Linked DNA regions of Gossypium hirsutum: region 1 is linked to region 2. The links are chromatin contacts, called in public Hi-C maps. All regions are on one chromosome and are shown on one strand. Each heading gives the region's core, a stretch centred on a gene start, on an enhancer-like site or on the middle of the called end of the contact. The rest is flanking DNA. Distances are from core to core; before and after follow the strand shown. Region 1 has its middle 23 kb from the start of LOC107891119. Region 2 has its middle 38 kb from the start of LOC121209957.

What was found. A called contact is a pair of places that touch in the nucleus more often than the background predicts.
Region 1: a contact with region 2 is called in a Hi-C map of leaf, with 4 times the contacts expected there. The contact joins two enhancer-like sites. A contact is called at or near these places in 4 of 34 Hi-C or Micro-C datasets (callus and leaf).

Annotation. Positions count from the first base shown.
Region 1 is chrA11:91,878,874-91,883,715 of Gossypium_hirsutum_v2.1, reverse strand. No RefSeq gene overlaps it. Among protein-coding and RNA genes, the nearest start is that of LOC107891119, 23 kb to the left of the region's middle. Within about 2 kb of position 1,760, at least 2 of the 9 cell types and tissues checked have an H3K27ac peak or open chromatin away from gene starts, as enhancers often do. A contact at or near this core is called in leaf, where this site is marked.
Region 2 is chrA11:91,760,220-91,765,333 of Gossypium_hirsutum_v2.1, reverse strand. It overlaps the pseudogene LOC107904879. Among protein-coding and RNA genes, the nearest start is that of LOC121209957, 38 kb to the left of the region's middle. Within about 2 kb of position 1,388, at least 9 of the 9 cell types and tissues checked have an H3K27ac peak or open chromatin away from gene starts, as enhancers often do. A contact at or near this core is called in leaf, where this site is marked.

The DNA of each region.
Region 1 (4,842 bases), core at 511-3,010, 120 kb before region 2:
TTGAATTACACAATGGCCAGAAGCCAGTTTCCAAAAAAAATGCAACAATTTGGTTGGTCAAGTCAAAATTGTAACAGTTTAATTTTTATAAAAGAAAAATAAAAAATTTTATCCAGAAAAACCTTGCATGGTACGTGTCGTAAACACGTGTCAACACGGACACAGAGTTGGCACTCATGTGTTGGGCCTTATCCTCAATTACTCAATGTGAGTAAGAAGTAGGATTATATTTAAACCCGTTTTAGAAGTCTTTCCCAACCAATGCGAGATTTACATTTTTCTTTTGCATTACTAACAACCAATAATGAAACATACATTTACCTAATATAATTTTCTTAATATAATAGTTGAAAAAGTAAAAAAAAAATAGATGACAATTTCATACTTAAATATTTATAAAAAGAAAAAAGAGCATACAATTTTTCAAAGAAGAAACTAGTATTAGTCAAACCATGAAAAGTATAAATTACAATAATAAAATGTAATACTTAACATTGTTATGCTATTTCAACAACATGAAACTAAAATTGCACACATATCATTTTAACAATTTTTCACTAATAAAATGTAATATATAACTATTTTACAACTTTTCAAATTGCATAAAACCATAAGGGGTTCAATTGAATAAATTAAGCAATGTTGTAAGGATACAATTGCACAAATTAAAACATGCTTAAATGATTAAATCAATTAAATGGAAACTTAAAATTAGGTATTAAACTAGAAAAAAAAAATTCGAGGGACCTAAAATAAAATTATCTTCTACTTCCTTTTTTTCACTGCGACATTCATTTTTGGTTGCAAGCCCCCCATTCCTTGAAAACAATAGCAAACAAATAGTTGAGATATAATAATGAATCAAAATAAAAATTGTCTAAAAAACATAACTTATCGTCTAAATTAAACTTAATATTAAAACCGATAGTCAATTATGTACATATATGTAATTTAATTTAATAATTGATAGTTAATTTTTGCAATACTCATTTATGTATTTCATATTCTGGAACTCTTAAATTCAATATAAATTCGATGTAATTTTATAATATATACCATTGCTTTGGGTTAATTGAAATATATAAGAAATACTTTAATGTGTAATATTCCATTACGTATACCATAAATTCAGCATTCATAATGAATTTTTGACTTTTATGTGACAAATTAGAGTCATCAATAAAAATTACTCAAATTAATGAGATGTCTTACCACTTGTCAGGTGAAAAAGTGGTTTACATTTGAAAGTTACCAAAATACTTAACAACCTCACTCCATTTGTGTATAAAAGTAATGTTAACAACCCCAACCAAATGAGTTTTTGAAATGATGAGAAGAAATAGGCAGCAAGGAAATTACGAAAGAGATGAGGGGAAGAATTAAGTTTATTTTATTTTTTACTCTGGACCTAACATAGTTGGGTCTTATAGTAATTTATAAACATGGTTTGGTTATAAAAATGCTGATCTATAGTAATAGCTACTTGGGTTTTTATTGTTTTCTTTAATATTATTAAACAATAAATTGATCGAATCTGTGGTTAAACCGATTGAATCAACCAGATTAAAAATCGACGATCGAACTGGTTCAATCACCGATCTAAATTTACAAACATTAATTATAACAGTAATTAGTAATGTTGTAAATATATTTGGGCCTTGATAGATTAAGTTCAAAAATCCAATTAGAAGAATCTAATGTGGACCAACCCAACAAGCCGAAGAAGTAGGTTAGTCCACAACCCAACAATAAACGCACTTATGGGGCCTTGGATGGACCTAATTCATAAAAATGACTTGGGTAAAATCCTATAGATAGGAATATAATTAATAAAAAATCAAGAAATATTATCTATTTCTATCCATAATCCGAGAAAAATTAGAGTTCAAGTCGTTGTCCCAATAATACGATATTAGCTAAACTAAAATTTAATCAACAAAATATATTATATTTTAAATACACTTACATTAAAATAATATGTAAAATTTGATATTGGAAACAAAAACCCATTTGATGATAGGAGGTGTTTGACAGATTGGCACTAAAGCGATTGAGAGTAGAAGAGAAAGAAAGAGGCTAATTTATTCCTTTATACGTACTTTTACACATCATTGCAATGGGATCCAAATATGACTGACTCACACCATTAGCAATTAAACAATCCCTTTATGTCTGCTTTAATGCCTCAGTGAAGAGGAAAAACAGAAAAAAAAAAATGGCAGCTTTCTTCTCCCACTTTAACGTTCAGGACTTTAGCTACTGTTTCCTTTGTCCTTTTATCCCCAACTTCCAACGTCACCTTAACACAATAAATATACCGGTTTTTGCTTCTTTTTCCTCTCTTTTAGTTTTGTAAGTAAATAATATATTTCAAGTTTAATATAAAGATTCACCAAACCAATTTTTTTTTAAACAGAATAGCATATTTTTAGATATATTGTATTACTTTATTTAATTTTTAGTTTATAAAATATAATATTACTTGAACCAGATATCTCTTACTGACCATTGCTTTTAGAGTAGGATCAGTCTGTATATTGGTCCGCAAGAATAGGTTGGATGGATTAACTTACAAATCGGTACGACCTGGTTAAAAACTCAATTGAATCAAGCTATTAATTTTTTCTATTTTTAAATTTTTAATAATTTATTCAATTGAATCAAACAAAATCGATCAGATCGAGAATCGATGGTTTGATCGATTCGATCATCTGATTCTAAAAACTTTGCTTATTGTTTTATGATAAAAACGTTAAATTTGTCCATTAATCATTGTACTATGCATAAATTGTGAATTTAATCTTATACTTTAATTAGATCAAATTTAGCCCATATACTTTTTGAAATGATTAATTTTAGTCTCTCTACTTTTCAAATTTTGAAATTACAATCCTAAACCCAAACTGTAGAAGTGAAATCTAGTTGGCTAAATAATGCTATTAATCTTGTAATATGTGTAAACTATGGATTTAATCCCTATACTTTATTTTATTCAAATTTAGTCCTTATACTTTTTAAATTGATTAAATTTAGTCCTTGTACTTTTCAAGTTTTGAAATTACAACCTTAGCCCAAACAATAGCAATTAAATCCAATTGGTTAAATTTTACTATGCGTAAAGTTATAAATTTAATTCACATTCTTCAATTGCATCATTCTTAGTTTCGTACTATTCGAATTTCAAAATTTCAGTTTTGACGCAAGCAACAACAGTTAAACCCATTAACTGACTTTTTTTTTAGTAATACGTGAAAATTGCTAGTTGGCATGGTATTACAAATATGATAATATATTTGCTACGTTGAATTTTAAAAATAACAAAACTTAATGAATTTAATAATTATTATTTATAAGAGTTACAATTTAAAATTTGAAAAAGTATAAGAACTAAAACGATTAAATTAAAGTATACAACTTACATAAATTAAGAAAATCATAAATTCTTAATAATTATTTATGATGTATATTTAAAATTGTTGTTTTAGAATTATATTTAATCAGAATGAGACCAACAAGTTTGAATGAATGATGAGAGATTTGAATAATTTATCCCTTCAATTCACCTTTTTCCTGAATTAAATCCACCGGAATGTGGTCCATTAATTTTAAGATAAAACATTATTGAATAATATATTTAATGCCAAAATATATTTTATTTAAATTTTATATTCAAGTTGTAATAATATTGATTATTGATATTTCATTAATTACTAAAACTATATTTATGTTAAGGTCGAATGCAGATCTTAAATTCATGCATCTGATTATGCAAATTACTCTTTTTAAATACATAAAATAGAATAAAAAATTAATTTTTCCTCTGTTGAGCATTGAATTAAGTAGAATATTAAAATGAATATATTAATCCACTCATCTAAATATATCATTTAAAAAATCCTAGTATAATTTATTTTTATTTTCCTCTAATGCTAACTAAATACAGATTTTAAATTAACCTAAGTCCAACATCTGAGCTATGTACCAATTACTTTTAACTACGATATTAATTTTTTTTTTCTAAATTGGTTACTATAATAATTTATTTATTTAAATAATTTTTATATTTTAAAATCTTAAGTAAATAAATATAGAGTTAAAATCAAACTATTATGAATTTCAATTAAATATGTCACAAAGTTAACATGAAAAATAAACAAATATTGTATACAATTGTAAGGTATATTATGCTTCCGGAAAGAAATCTTAAATTCAAACCCTAAAAATGATATTGTTAAAAAAATTTTAAAAAGTTAATTTTCACCGCTTGCAAAACTGAAATGAAAAATGGCATGCATTATAGACATTAAAAATTAATGTGAAATAAAACTATATTAATGTATAATATTTTGAATACAAAAAGCTAATGAAGATAAATTTTTTTAATAAATCATGTAAAATAAAATATAAACTAAAACCCGAAACATAATCTTTAAATTGAAGTATGATATAATATGTAAAATATTATATAAATTAATATATTACACAAAAAATAACATAAAATAATTGTAAAAATTTCTAACAACATTAAAAACTAAATGTAAATTTTAATATAATTATATTTTAAACAATTAACATTCAAAATTTTTAAGTTGATGCCTCATACTCTAAATTGTTCACTAGATCCAGACATGTAACCAGTTCTGAGAAATTGGCCAAAAAAAAAATTACCATCAATTTACTTGCTGACTGCAGCTTCACAAATCACAATGGATTTGGATGACTTTTATTTATTGTTATAGATTATAGATATTTAGAGAATGAAAATTTTAAATAAGAAGATATTTTCTATTTAATGTTTTAACTTTCCAAAAATGAAGGACCAGTTAAATTAAAACCACATTG
Region 2 (5,114 bases), core at 139-2,638:
AAGCTCCTCTTTGTTTTATTAGGACTTCCTTAAACAAAAGCAATGAGGATTATTTGGGTAGGGGAGCCATAAGATATTTGTGTATGTATGAATTGGGGGTGATTTTAGAGAATTTCAAGTTTGACAGAGGATTTCCATCCAATACAAATTCCCCTTGAAAAACCTCTAGCTTCCACTCTATGTGAATACTGTAATCCTAATTTTACAATTACTTCGTCAGCTTTGCGGCCACTTACTCTCGGTTCTAATAAGCTAATAATGTCCGACTTGTGTTCCCTATTATACTCTTTAAAAGTACGAGAAAATTTCTCATTCGCACACCCTTGACAATTCTAGGAAAAAATCAAGATTCTAGAGTTCATTAAAATTAAATAAATGCGTATATCGGGTTACTTAATTACTGCCTATTCTCTGCATTGTCTCCTATTTTTCCTAATGTTCCACTAGGAATTTCATTTACCAGCCCTTGCTGGACTTGGGTTTGCAACAATTCAACCATATTACTGATAGATTCAGGGATTGAAATTTTTGAAGGGGAGACTTTAAAGGGGTTACCTTTTTTTTTGTTGACTTTGAGGTTTCTTCCTTTGTGGGGATTCCCTGTTTTTGCATTGTCGCGTACTGTTGATTCCACTGCTTAATTGGCTCCTGTTTTGGTTTTGATGTTCTGGGTATTTCCTTTGGTTGTGGGTTGATTATTTTCTTGGAAGAGAACTATTGAATGCTTATCAGCGTCTAGAATACTTGCTGTTGGTAGCTTCATAATTTCTTGAAAAGTTTGCGAATTTAACTGGGCAGAGCTTTCTTCGATAGCCCCCCAACATCCTTTTCAGGAGTTAAAATGCTAAAGTTATTTTGGAGGTCTGTAGAAGCAAGATTGAAAGATGTATTAATGTTGGGTGGTAGTTCCTGTCTTGATTTTTCCAGCAAGTTTAAGCTACGTAAGAAATTCACTTCTTTGCTATTAACTTCTTTGCTGGTTAGGTCTATTTGCTCCTTGTTTAAAGCCCTAGTTGCATCTTCTATTAGGCCTGGTCTGGTATTATTGATCTGTCTTTCATGAGACCCAGTAGCAGATTCTTTGGAGTGCCAAGTAGATTTATTACCAGTGCTGGCTTGGCCTTTTTAATCCCATCATGCTCTGTCAGTATTATGGAAGTTTGGTGGTGGCCAAGGCTTTGTGGTGGGCTGCTTATGTTTGCTGCTTTGACATAAATCAAAGGCCTTTGTGCTAAAATAGTTTTGTCTATTCGCACTTCTGTTTTGTTGCTGGGCCAAGAAGGGTCTGCAGTTTGTATTCCTGATTTTCGCCCATCATTAGGGTGTGTAAAGTGGTCAGATTGAAATGAGCCAACATCTTTTTCTGAGCCCGGCTTTAGAGGGTCAGTATTACCTTGTTCATAGTCCATTCTGGTTTCCTCGCCGCGAGCTTTAGGGAGCCCACTATCATCTATATTTTCCAGAACCTGGAATCTAGAGTTTCTTGCTGTTTTGGTTGCGCCGTCGCCCTCATGTTTCCATCCTGTTCTTCTAGTTTTCTTTGCCTTCCTTTCAACAAGCATCCATGGACCATATAATTCTCTATTTGAGTTTTCTGCTTTGTTTTCCTCCAATGGATGTCTTTGTCTCGTCTGATCTTCTGGGATATCCTCACCTATTCCTTCCAATCCCATCTCTTCTTTAGGGCAAATTTCTTTTGTGTAACCATAGTGCCCACACTGGAAGCAAACCATCGGAAGGTGCTCGTATTCTAATCGTTGTGTAACTCCATTAATAAGTGCCTGTGAAATCAAGGCCTTTCCTAGGTTAACAAATACTGCCATTCTCGCAAATCTCCCTCTTACTCCATTATCGGTGTTAAAATCTAATTTTTCTACTTTTCCTATTGTTTCTCCGATTTCCCGCAAGATTTTTCGCTTGTACATGTGCCCAGGTAACCCAGGAAGACGAATCCAGGCCATAACTATATTAGGGTACGGTTGAGCAGGATTAAATTCCATAGTCCACGGTTGTACTGTTAAGTACTGTCCAAAGACTACTAAGGCCCTTGGCTTAGAACTCTCTCATAGTCGTCTGGATTTTTGAATTTTGCCAGAAAATAACCATTCTCTACATCCATTAGGCGGAATGGCTGAGAGGGTTTCCAAAGTGAATAGACCTTATTCTGCAAAGCAGTATATCCTATATTCCTCCCCAACAATTTGATTACAACTGTAAGTTCCATGTGCTTAATGAGGATTTGATTGATTCGATCAGAAAATTTTATTGAGGGAATGCCATTGATTGTCGATCGCTCCACATCGTCCTTTGATAACTTTAAGTCATCCTCCTATTCTGGTCCTTCCGCGTTCGATGGGTCCCCAATCGGATGGAGCCCTTAGCCCATCAATCGATCTTTCCATGAAAGAGTTTTCCCATTTTCTATTGTTGCTTCCATATCGACTTCCCAATTTTCATCGATATCTCGCATTCGAACTTTCTTTGTTGATCGATTCGCTGGTTCGCCTTCATCGCTTCCTTGGTTCTCCGATAAGTCCATTCTGAAAAGTTGCTTATTATTTTTACAATTATAAGTTCATTTTAATATACCATAACAATTATTTTTTCTATCAAAAGCTATAAATGGTAAAATGACATTTTAATTTTTTGAACATATAAAATTTTCATCTTTTTAAAATATTTTATTATATTAAAAATTTAAATACATAAAATTATTAAAATATATTTAATATAAAAGATAAGTATAATTCAATAAATTTTAAAATAATAAAAATCAATCACAATTTTTTTCTCCAAAAAACATGGTCAATTTATTAATCGGTCATTTTTTTTATTTCAATTTCTTAGTAATTTGTTTGTACTTTCACCTTTCTTTTTCAGTAAATAAAATAAAATATTATTAGTATAATGTTTAAATTAAAAAAATATATTATATTTTATTAATAGTGTTAATGGAAACAATTTAGATATAAATTCTAAGACATTAAACAAATTTAAAAAAAGTTGTTGATCGAATAAAAAAATTATCTTAATGGATAACTCAACATATTTATACATGGAATATTTTATGATAAAAGTAACATTAAAATAAATAAAACATTTTATCCAAATTTATCCTTCCTTGTTGTGCAACTAAGCATTAATTATTTAGCCTACTTTTATTTTATTTTATGGTGGATGCATTGAATAGTCTTGAAACGTGCAAGCCTGTTCATTCCAGAAAATTATAAACAAAAGTAGTTTTGTTTTTTTCAAATAAAAGAAAAAGAAAAAAGGAAAAAAAAATAAAATCTGTTTTATATATAATCAGATTCCTTGACATTCGTTGGTGGATTAAATTTCTTTGTCATGAATATTTCACATATTAATTTATATTTTTGGACTTGGTGACTGCGTGTCTCCCAATGATTACAAATTATGTAATTTGACTTGTCAATTATTGATTAAACACAATTTCCCAATCCCAATCCCTTCTTTGTGTTACATATGATGCTAATTTATCATAATTTAACTATGGTTTTTTGGAATATAATAAGGATTTATTTAGTAAAACAGTATGCTTAATTAGAAATTTACATGTAAGTGAAAGAACTAATAAAATTATAAACCGTGATGCATCAAATAATAAAATAGAACACACAACTGCGTATGTATATGATTGCTTCTCAAACCGTGTTGGATACTGGAAACATTGACCTTTGCACGTTTCAACTTCTATACATTCTATGAGGCCAATCACATGCCTACAAAATCTCCAACTATATATTCATATTCTGGAATGTGTTGTTCATACCCCAAAGAGCTTCAAGAAAAAACCGAGAGAAAGAAATGATGAGATTGAAGGTTACATTTGTTCTATTCCTTTTGATTCTTCCGCTTGCCTTGGCAAACCTTAGGGTTGGTTTTTACAGAAGAAGTTGTCCAAATGCCGAATCCATAGTTCGAGCAGCTGTCCGACGACGTTTAAGCCGTGATAAATCCATCACTGCAGCCTTGCTTCGCATGCATTTCCATGACTGTTTCGTTAGAGTAAGCTTTCTAGGAAATGGAGCACCATGGCATTAACCCTTTTTTGTAAATGCAAAACTTGACGGTGCGTGGATTCGAGCTCATCGATGAAGCGAAGAAAGCTCTAGAAGCCACTTGCCCTTCAAAAGTTTCATGTGCAGATATCATAACACTAGCGACCCGAGATGCTGTGTTTCTGTCGGGGGGACCCTTTTATTTTGTCCCAACAGGGAGGCGGGACAGTCTGGTCTCGGATCCTGACGAAGTGAACTTGCCAGGCCCTATATTGACTGTTTCAGAGGCTTTCCAAGCTTTCAGGGCTAAAAACATGAGCATGGATGATATGGTTACCCTTTTGGGAGCACATACAGTTGGTGTCGCGCATTGCAGTTTCTTCTTGGACAGGATTACAAGACCTGATCCTACAATGGATCGTGGTCTGGCTGCAAAGCTAAGGAGCATTTGTGGTGCAGCCAGTGGTACCAATCCTGACCCTACAGCATTTCTGGACCAGGCCACACCATTCGCCGTGGATAGTTCTTCAAGCAGATAGGGTTGAAGAGAGGGGTAATGAAGATCGATCAAGAGTTAGCTAATGATCCATTGTCGAGACGTATCGTATCGGGTTTTGCGGCAAATGCGACTCTATTTAGAACTAGGTTTGCTCAGGCAATGGTGAAGATGGGAAATATCCAAGTTCTTGTTGGAAAGGCTGGGGAAATTAGGAAAAATTGCAGGGTTTTTAATCCCAGACGAAGGATCTGAGCCTTTTAAATTGTGTTTACAAAAAGCGAAGACGAAGTTGCTTGATTTCTTAAAGCTAGTTTTACTAAAAAATAAGCCGAGCTCCAAGAAAAGAGTAACATAAACATATACATAGCTTGGAAATATTCTATTTGAAATCCATTGCCTTTGTAAGGGTTTTGTTTTGTGTTTAGCCTTCCATACCCATATTTACTTGCAACTTTCTTCTTCCCTTTCTTTGGGACAGATTGTAACACTTTGATTTCATTTTTTTGATTGTTTGAGTTACTTACATATCCTCATCACATTACTTATTACACCAAAATATAGTTTATTGTAAAACCCATTAATTATTTTTATAA